Regions from separate parts of the Mus musculus genome. Here all the other regions are linked to region 3. A link is a contact called in public HiChIP or PLAC-seq and promoter capture Hi-C data. All regions are on one chromosome and are shown on one strand. Each heading gives the region's core, a stretch centred on a gene start, on an enhancer-like site or on the middle of the called end of the contact. The rest is flanking DNA. Distances are from core to core; before and after follow the strand shown. Region 1 overlaps Ttf1 (transcription termination factor, RNA polymerase I). Region 2 overlaps Ak8 (adenylate kinase 8). Region 3 overlaps Rapgef1 (Rap guanine nucleotide exchange factor (GEF) 1).

The links. Promoter capture Hi-C pulls out the DNA fragments that hold promoters and counts their contacts. HiChIP or PLAC-seq counts read pairs in DNA pulled down with a chosen protein or histone mark.
Region 1: a promoter capture Hi-C map of embryonic stem cells shows a contact between it and region 3, with 2.1 times the contacts expected there. The contact joins two enhancer-like sites. A contact is called at or near these places in 8 of 39 promoter capture datasets (the 3T3-L1 cell line, 3T3-L1-derived adipocytes, the C10 cell line and 4 more) and 2 of 115 datasets of contacts at active chromatin or transcription factors (embryonic stem cells and pancreatic cancer cells).
Region 2: a contact with region 3 is called in a FOXA1 HiChIP or PLAC-seq map of pancreatic cancer cells. The contact joins two enhancer-like sites. A contact is called at or near these places in 2 of 39 promoter capture datasets (hippocampal neurons and pre-B cells) and 1 of 115 datasets of contacts at active chromatin or transcription factors (pancreatic cancer cells).

Annotation. Positions count from the first base shown.
Region 1 is chr2:29,064,863-29,067,868 of GRCm38.p6, reverse strand. Ttf1 (transcription termination factor, RNA polymerase I) reads right to left here. Exons shown (of 12, transcript NM_009442.2): 2 at 1,961-3,006; 3 at 640-866. Among named protein-coding and RNA genes, the nearest start is that of Ttf1, 6.1 kb to the right of the region's middle. Within about 2 kb of position 1,283, at least 42 of the 459 cell types and tissues checked have an H3K27ac peak or open chromatin away from gene starts, as enhancers often do. A contact at or near this core is called in embryonic stem cells, where this site is marked.
Region 2 is chr2:28,741,467-28,744,245 of GRCm38.p6, reverse strand. Ak8 (adenylate kinase 8) reads right to left here. Exons shown (of 13, transcript NM_001033874.2): 10 at 1,497-1,586. Among named protein-coding and RNA genes, the nearest start is that of Mir3088, 9.6 kb to the right of the region's middle. Within about 2 kb of position 1,340, at least 1 of the 459 cell types and tissues checked has an H3K27ac peak or open chromatin away from gene starts, as enhancers often do. A contact at or near this core is called in pancreatic cancer cells, where this site is marked.
Region 3 is chr2:29,689,875-29,692,949 of GRCm38.p6, reverse strand. The region is part of intron 5 of Rapgef1 (Rap guanine nucleotide exchange factor (GEF) 1); the gene reads right to left. Among named protein-coding and RNA genes, the nearest start is that of Gm13420, 60 kb to the left of the region's middle. Within about 2 kb of position 1,274, at least 71 of the 459 cell types and tissues checked have an H3K27ac peak or open chromatin away from gene starts, as enhancers often do. A contact at or near this core is called in embryonic stem cells and pancreatic cancer cells, where this site is marked.

The sequences.
Region 1 (3,006 bases), core at 34-2,533, 630 kb after region 3:
AGTTGGAGCCCCCCCACTCAACGCACAGTGCTTATTTGTGTGAAAGGGCACTTACACAGTACACTATCCTGCAGTATAAATACATGCAACGAGGAAACAGTTTTAAAAGGGGATTTTTAACATTCCTCGAGCAGTGCTAAGTAAGTACTGCTCAGTGTGACACATGGTCTCAGTGACACACGGTCTCAGATCTATAGCTTCTGAGATCTTTTTTTTTTTTCCAAGACAGGGTTTCTGTGTGTTGCCTTGGCTATCCTGGAACTCGATTGGCAGACCAGGCTGGCCTCAAACTTATAGAGATCTACCTACTTCTCTGCCTCCCAAGTGCTGGGATTAAAGGCGTGTGCCACCACTGCCCAGCTTTAAGACCCTTTTTATTTATTTATTTATTTATTTATTTATTTATTTATTTATTTATTTATTTTTGAGACAGGGTTTCTCATGTAGCCCTGGCTGTTTGGCTGTCCTGGAACTCACTTCTTAGACCAGGCTGGCCTCAAACTCAGAAATCCGCCTGCCTCTACCTCCCAAGTGCTGGGATTAAAGGTGTGCGCCACCACTGCCCAGCTTTAAGATCTTTTTAATGAATGCTTCTCCATCAGTTCCAGTCACTCAAAAGCAGTACACTGGCAAGCTTACCTTGTGCCTTAAATTCTTTGAAGCGCCCTAGGTCATCCCGATACATGCGTCTGATGGTGGTGGCCGCCCTTTCCTGTATGTCAGGAATGAACTCTCGCAGCTGTCTCACTGCAGAGCCCAAATCAACATCCGAGTCATCAGACTCTCTCCTGTCCTCAGATATGTGTCTTGCTGCAGAATTGCTAGCTGATTCCGAATTGCTTTCTTCTTCATGGGTAGGTTCTAACCTAAGGGGGAAACGGGGTTACCAGCAAGTTATCTCCACCTTTTAACTCTCTGAACGGGTCTCAATCTAGAAAAGTATTGAAGTTAAACTGCACCTGGGAGGCAGCCATTCACTCAATAATTTTCAAATTCTTTATGCACCCCGATTAGCTTGAATGGGCGTGTGGACAGAGATAACTCCATCGATCCTACCAGTCAGTGCTAGTTTATGTGCTAATTCTCACCCATGGTTCTAGTAAATAAAGCCCTTTTGATCTCTACAGAGATGCCCCGCCCTTACAGTGAGTTGAGCTGTAGAATACCCTGGCTCCTAACTGGTTGGCTGGGGTTCAGTGTATACCCAGCTGTGGCTACTCCTGCTGCCCTGGCCTCATTTCTCCCTCGGTCTTCCCAAATGCTTTTCCCAGTTCTCCAGCAGATGGCAGAATCTGCTTACTTGACATGTTCAGGCAAACACCAGCGAGTCTGCCAGGCTGGAAACTACATCCTCTAGTCCACTTGTTAGCAAGTCAGTGACTTTCCTAAGACCCGTGGCCCAAGGAAAGCTAGCGCTACAGCCCTAGCGTATTCCTGCCTCATGATCGATGAACTGACAATGTCCCAGTGAGAGGACAGTGTGAATGGCTCATATGTGGTATCAATACCATCCCACGTGACACTTAATATTTAGCAGTCATGTAAAACTATTCAAAGCCAGAACTACCAAACAAACACAAAAAGATTACTGAATGAAAAGTAACAAAAGTAAGAAGATAAAAACCTGACCCGGGTTCAGGATCTGCAAGTGGGGCAGTAGACTGATACAGCAGGAGACATAACCATAGCTACATTCCTTGTGCGGGAGCCAAGCTTCTGCTGCTCCGCAGAATCCCCAGTGTAAGGTATGCCCATACACACTCTTAGACAAGCCATGGGGGCTGGGAAGTCTTCAAATGGTGCAAACTTATAGAATTAGGTAGAATAGATCTCAGTGAAAATCTAACTATCTTCATTTACATATGAAAACATTCAGCTATCTGCTCAATTAAATGTCACGAGTCTTAAGGTTTCTGTCATCTCATACGCACACAGAAGACACGCCCCATTCCCCCCTTACCTCTGCATGGCTTCCCTGTGCTTCTCAGTGGAACAAGCCTGGGCTTCTGCCTCTGCTGGCCTGTGGTCCACGTCCTCTTCCCTCACAGCACCACTGCCTTCTGAGGAGTCCACCAGGGCATTCTTAGCCTTGCTGTCTGTCACTGAGGCACTGTCACTAGATGTGGCAAGAGCAACAGACTTGTGCTTCTTTTTCTTGGACTTTTTTTTGATACTGTGGGATTCTTTGGTGCTCTCACATTCTTCTCCAGCCCCGACAGCTCCTCCATGGTGTGTGCTATCAAGTCTCTCAGAGATGGTCTCCGAGTCATCAAGACTGTCGGGGATGGGCTCCAATTCCTGGCTCCTGAACACGTTTTTTTTAGACTTCTTTTTACAAAACACTGCTGCTTCTGTGCTTTTGCCTTCTAAATCTTCAGAAGACAAGGGCTCTGATGGGGGCAGGGAGATACTCTCAGGCTGGCTCCCCTGAACAACATCCCAGGGTGCAACTTTCTGGAGGTGCTTTTGTTTCTTTCTGCTCCTGACGTCACCGAGCAGCTCTCGACAGCCATGTTCCTGTGGCTTAGCAGCGGGCAGCTCTCCTGTTTCACGCACTTTTGCTGACCTTTGTCCCTTGCTCATATCAACATAAACAATATCCACATCCTTTCTAGAAGTCTCTAGCAGGTTCTCCATGTTTTCTTTATCTACAAGGATGATCCCAGTTTCCATATCCACCTCCAGAACACTATTCTTTTTCTTCTTGTGGGCAGAAGTGGTTTTCTTAGCTTTAAGAAAGGTTTCTGGAGTTTTCAGAAGGGAGGAAGTTGGTTGCTGGGACCCTTTCCTTTTCTTCCTCCTTCTCTTGGCTTTCCGAGGCTGCTCACTCTCCGAGTTCTCCTGGGCTGGTGTCTGGGATTCCCTCCTTCTCTTCCCCAGCAAGGACACTGGAGGCTGCTCACTCTCCAAACTCTCTTGGGTTGGTGTCTGGGGTTCCCCCCTTCTCTTCTTCTTCTTGGCCTTTTGAGGCCACTCACTCTCTAAGGTCTCCTGGGCTGGTGTCTG
Region 2 (2,779 bases), core at 91-2,590, 950 kb after region 3:
GAGGAGGGCCTAGCAGCCAAGGAATACAGGAAGCCTTTAGATGCCAGGTGTACATTCTTGCCAGAGCCAGGACACAACCCTTTAGTTCAGTATTTCTGACCTCCATAATAAAATAAACTTGTGTTATCTTGAACTACAAGGTCCATTACATCACCAACCACAGACAAACATGGTGGTGACAACCAGAGGCAGCTAAGAGATGGAGGGAGCAGGCACATGCTGAGGTAGCCATCCACACCAGCACAGTATTCAATACCCCAGGGTCAATGGGTGTGACTTCAATCCATCAATGGATAATCTAGCATGCTGTCAAGCTAGTATACATGAGAAAACACTTCGTAGAATAACACAAGGGATGTGAACTCAGAGACTCATCAAATGCTTGCCTTTTTTTGTAATTTCATATTTTGGGGGACACATGTAGACACGCTGCACAAAGGGTCAAGGTTTGCTGTTCACCCACAGCTGCTGTTACCTCTGTGACCTTGGCTTGCTCATTCTCTTCGGGTCTGATCTCCTAGGTGCTTGCTGGTGGGGGTGGGGAGCTGGTTTTTCACGCAGTCATGAACAGCATGGTACAGGGCAAAAGCCACAGCTATCCACCTACTTGACTCTGGCATCCTGTTCATTCATTCAGTCCAAATATCTGCAGCGTGAGACTTGGCACTCATGGGGCAGAAGTGGAACTCACAGACACACATCAGGTACCACTGTGTTTGCTCCAACTGCTGCTGCTATTATTATTATTTTTAAGATTTATTATTATATGTAAGTACACTGTAGCTGTCTTCAGACACACCAGAAGAGGGCATCAGATCTCATTACAGATGGTTGTGAGCCACCATGTGGTTGCTGGGATTTGAACTCAGGACCTTGGGAAGAGCAGTCAGTGCTCTTACCCGCTGAACCATCTCACTAGCCATCATCATCATTATTATTATCATCATTATTATTTTGAGGCAGGGTCCCACACAGCTCAGGCTAATCTTAAATTCATAATGTAGCTGAGAGTGATCATCACCTCCCAAGTGCTGAGACTGCGGGTGTGCATCACCACGCCCAGTGCACTGCCCCGGGAAGCTGGCCTGAGAACTCTTCTGAGATGCTCTTCTGGAGAGTCAGATTCACGAATGCTTTCCTAGTATTGACAACACGGGGGAACTGGAAAGACTATTTGATACCATTTCCCTATCAAGCTTTCCTCTGGAATTCATCCTGGAATTTGTAAAATTAGGGACCTTCTGGCTTCCAGCAGCTGCTCTGGGTACCCCACTCTGTAAGCCCTGTAAACCGTCTAACCAGGAAGAAATGAAATGGTCTAAACAGTCAGTGACTCACCTGGCACGGGACCAGGAGTGGATGCCACTCGGTGTTCCCTAAAAAACAAGCCACAGCCATGGCGCATCTGTATCCCCTCCCTATGCCCACGGGTGGCCAGAGCACCTGCCCTGGAGCCACTGGGCTGAGGCGGTTAGTGGACAGAGTGGTCTACCTACCTGTCATCCTCTTTTCAAAGAATGGCTGGATGAGCTCCCCGAAGCTTGACTTGGCTGCCACAGCCTCCTTCAGCAGCTGCCCGCAGCTGACTGAGGGGAAAAGAGGGGAGACGCTGTTAAATTTTAAATACAAGGAAGGATGAGAGAAAAGGCACTCTGGCTCACACTGCCTGCTGGGGTGGGAAAGGTCGCTGGAAAAAATATATAAAAGGGTGTGGGGTGTCCAAGGGAAAGTAAATATCAAAAAAAGGAACCTGGAAATGAGGAGAGAGGGAGAAGGAGAATGAAAAGGAATGCATTTGCCAGAGAGCATTAAGAATGGACCACTCGGGAAGACACTAACGAGCCTGTCGCTGACAGGGAGGCCCCTGCAGGGCCCTGGCTGTACCTGGAACTGCTACACAGACTCGGTGCTCTCTGGGTTGCAGTGGAGGAGTGGCATGCAGTTGGGGACACATTCACAGTGTGTTGATGCAGGGAGGCTGGGAAGCATGGTGGTAACCCAGCCCTTCTGTTCATCAAGGGCCCTGGAGCTGGGCGGGGGTGTTCCTGAAAGGACCGAGGAATATCCTCTGCACATTAACTCATAACTAAGACTCTGCCTGAGCTGCCTGCTGGCTGCCACGTTCCTCACTGCCCTGGCTGCCTGCGCACTGCAGCAGGACCTTTTCTCTCTGGTCCTCCTCTGTCTCGTGCTCCAATCCATGGCCAGCACGGGGGAGAGTTTGGTCAGTGACTTCTGAATGCAAAAACAAACACCCCAAACTCCAGAAGACTTCATCCCTAGCCAAAGCCATAATTGTTTTAAGACAGGGTTTCTTTGTGTAGCCCTGGGTGTCCAGGAATTGCCTTTGTAAACCAGGCTGGCTTTGAATTCACAGAAATCTGCCTGCCTCTGCCTCCCAAATCCTGGGATTAAAGGCATTCGCCACCACTGCCTGGCCAGAGGTTGTTTTTTAATGATTCATAAACCTGTGTATCTGTGCACATATGGGCAGAAGATGCCTAATTGAGATGTCCTAGGACTGGAGTTACAGGCAGTTGCGAGCCAGCTGACATGGGCACTGGGAACCAAATTCAGGTCCTGTAAATTCTCTTAAGCACTGAGCCAACTCCTCAGCTCCAGTGTGTGTGTGTGTGTGTGTGTACAAAGGTCAGAAGAGAGCATCAAGCAGTCTCCTTTATCACGCTCTGCCTGTTCCTTTAAGCCAGGGTCTCATCTTAGCATGTGTGAAAGTCAAAGAAAAGCTCTCAGGAGTCCGTTTTTCCTTGCCATCTTGTTG
Region 3 (3,075 bases), core at 25-2,524:
GCTGGCCTCGAAATCAGAAATCCGCCTGCCTCTGCCTCCCAAGTGCTGGGATTAACCTCCAAAAGTTTTATGTCTAAAAATGTTTGCAATAATTGATGGGTTGATTGTGTGTGCCACAGTCCCTCGTGGAGGTCACAGGACAGTCTGCGTCTAGGGGCGCTGGGTTCTGAGGGTCAGTCAGATCAGGTTAGGTTTGGAGGCAAGCACTCTTCGATGCTCAGCCATTTTACCAGCTGCAAAAGTTGTATCGTTAAAAGCTTCTGCTTAGCCGGGCGGGCATGATGGCGCACACCTTTAATCCCAGCACTCAGGAGGCAGAGGCAGGCAGATTTCTGAGTTCGAGGCTAGTCTGGTCTACAAAGTGAGTTCCAGGACAGCCAAGGCTACACTGAGAAACCCTGTCTCGAAAAACAAAAAAACAAACAAAAAAAAGCTTCTGTTTTCTGGCCTGGCTGCTATACTTAGAAAACCTCTGAGCCTGCTATGCAAGCACAGCTCTGGAGGTGACGGTCAAGTGACAAAGCTGTGGGATTCCCCAAGGCTTTCAGTGGAAGAAAGCATTACAAGTTTTTTTTTTGTTTTTTTTTTTTTTCTGTGTGTCTGTGTGAGTGTCCAGATGCCCATGGAGGTCAAGAAATGGAGTTCTCTGTGTGCCACCTAATACAGATGCTAGAGAACAGAACATGGATCCTCCAGGAGAGCAGGGAGTATTTTCTTAGCCTCTAGCCCATATTATTATTTTAAATGATAACACTTTAGTCTGTCTGAGTGGCTGGAGGCCTGCTCCTGACATGTCTGAGGTCAGAGGAGAAGTGGGCATTTAACTGGCACAGTACAGAAGACCCAAAACTTGTGAGTTGCCCTAGAGGGAAATACAATTCTCCCCTGAGACGTAAATGTAAGCTACTCTGGTGAAAGTTGCCAAGGTGACCAGTGCTCATCCTGCCTGTTAGCCACCCAACCCTTGCCAGTACTCCAAAGACACAATCTTACCTCTCCTAACACACTCTGGGTATTTAAGAACTTACAAGAATCTCAGAGGAGTCACTTGTCCACGTTTATACAGCTCACAAGTGGCATTTACGTGAAGATTTACACGGCAGATGACAGTTTCCATGTAGGAACAATACCAAAATCATCTGCCTTTCAGACAAGTTTTCAGTCTTACCCCCAACCCCACCCCAAACAATTCCATTTAACAACTGAATGAGCTCCCTGAGGGGCGGTGAGTCACTCTGAAGGAATGTACCTCCAAGTGGGAAGAAGACAACAGCTAAAGCACTGTGCTTGCACACTCTGGCTCTCCCAGCTGAGGGCGGCTGGAGCACACACCAGGACACAGGCTTCTGAGGTGTCCTTGTTAGGAAGTGTGAATGAGAAGGATCCTTTGGGTCTCCTAGGATGGGGCAGCAGAGGGTGACTAAGTGCGTAGGCCTAGCAGGCATGTGTGAGAATCATGAGCTTGCCACTGAACCTCGGTTGGCCCATCAGAGAAGGTGTCTGCCTCAGTTAGGGCTGTTACAAGTAAAGTTGGGCAGTGTAGAAAAGCACCCGTGAATTGTTTGCTATTATTGCTCTAAGATACTAATCACAAATGCCCACGCTGACCAATCTCACTCCTTGACTGACACCCTCTAGAAGAAGCCTCTAGTAACACATGCCAGCTGACTTCCTGTCCCTGCATTGGCACGTGGCATCCTTTTATGTAACCTGAAGCTCCCCAAGGCCAGACCTGTGCCCCTGTCTTCACCTCTGTGAGTACTCCTGTCATAGCACCCCCAGAATACAGAGCTCCTTACCCACGGAAGCATCCGTATGTGTGCTAGTGTGCTTGTGCATGTGTCTGCTCACCTGCATGGTCATGTGTGTGTAGGGCAGGGGACAACTTTTCAGAGTGTGTTTTCTCCAAGGCACAGTCTCTGTTATTTCTCCTCAGGACTCTCCTGGCTCTGCCTTCCACATTGCTGAGCCTTCTCCTTACCCTGTTCTGCCTAAACTATTTTTAAAAAAAACACCTGTGAAGAAGTTATTTGCTCTCAGGTGCTGGCATGTTCAACTTCTACAGGCTGTACGTGTGTGCTCCCATCCCAGGGTCACATTGAGAAATCATCAATTTTTCATTCAAGCCTTCCTTCTGCCAACCAGTGCAGCCCTGCCTTCAGGAGTCCATAAGGAACATGGGGGCTCTGGAGTCCTGAGGCTTCTGTGGAAACCTGACCTCTTGTTTCAGCTGTTTTAACTTATAATATTTCATCAAGATCAATTTGATAGAAGAAACACTAACAATCTGGTCTGGAAAATAATTTTGATTTCCAGAAGTCGGTACAAGAGCAGCAAGAGTGGGAGAGTCAGAACTTGGCCAGAAAACCTGGGAAGGTCCTGTCTCACATTGCCCAGCTAGAGAAGCTGCAGGAAGAACTGAGGGGATAAACTGCACCCCAAATTCTACAGAGATTGCAGCCTCTTAACACTGATGGTATAAAGTCTGATGGCTCTGTGAGAAGACAGCATGGGAGCAGTGTTGCCACATCTCCTCCTCACAGTGAACCCAAAGCTCTCTGGAGACACAGCAGCACACAGCCTCTACTTTAAAGGTGCTGGGGCTTTCGCTAACAGCCCATTTGGGAGTGATTTCTCTCACCAAGCAATGCCTCCTTGGCCTTCTCTCTGTAATTAAAACCCTAAAAGCTCTGTTTTTAAGAGCTTCTAAAAAACACTACACCAAGAGGCATGTTTCAGGAACTTCATAGATTGGCTGAGAATGGAAGTTTTTCTGACCTAGGCTGACAAGTGTGGTTATAATTTTGGATTGAGGGTAAATAAAAGGGACACAGCTTTTCCAAGCCGCATCTATCAAGCATGCATTTAGCACCACATAATACTGAACAGCCATGAATGCCTTTGGGCTACGTGTATTCAGCATTGCTCTAAAGCATCCTGCACTAAGTCTGCAATGCTGCCATGCAGGGCCCTGCTGTTACCCGTGCTTCTGAGCATGTGCATGGGCATCATCAAGATGAACCAAGGTAGTAACTGTCTGAGCCCACAGACTACTTAGTGATGAATTGGGATTTA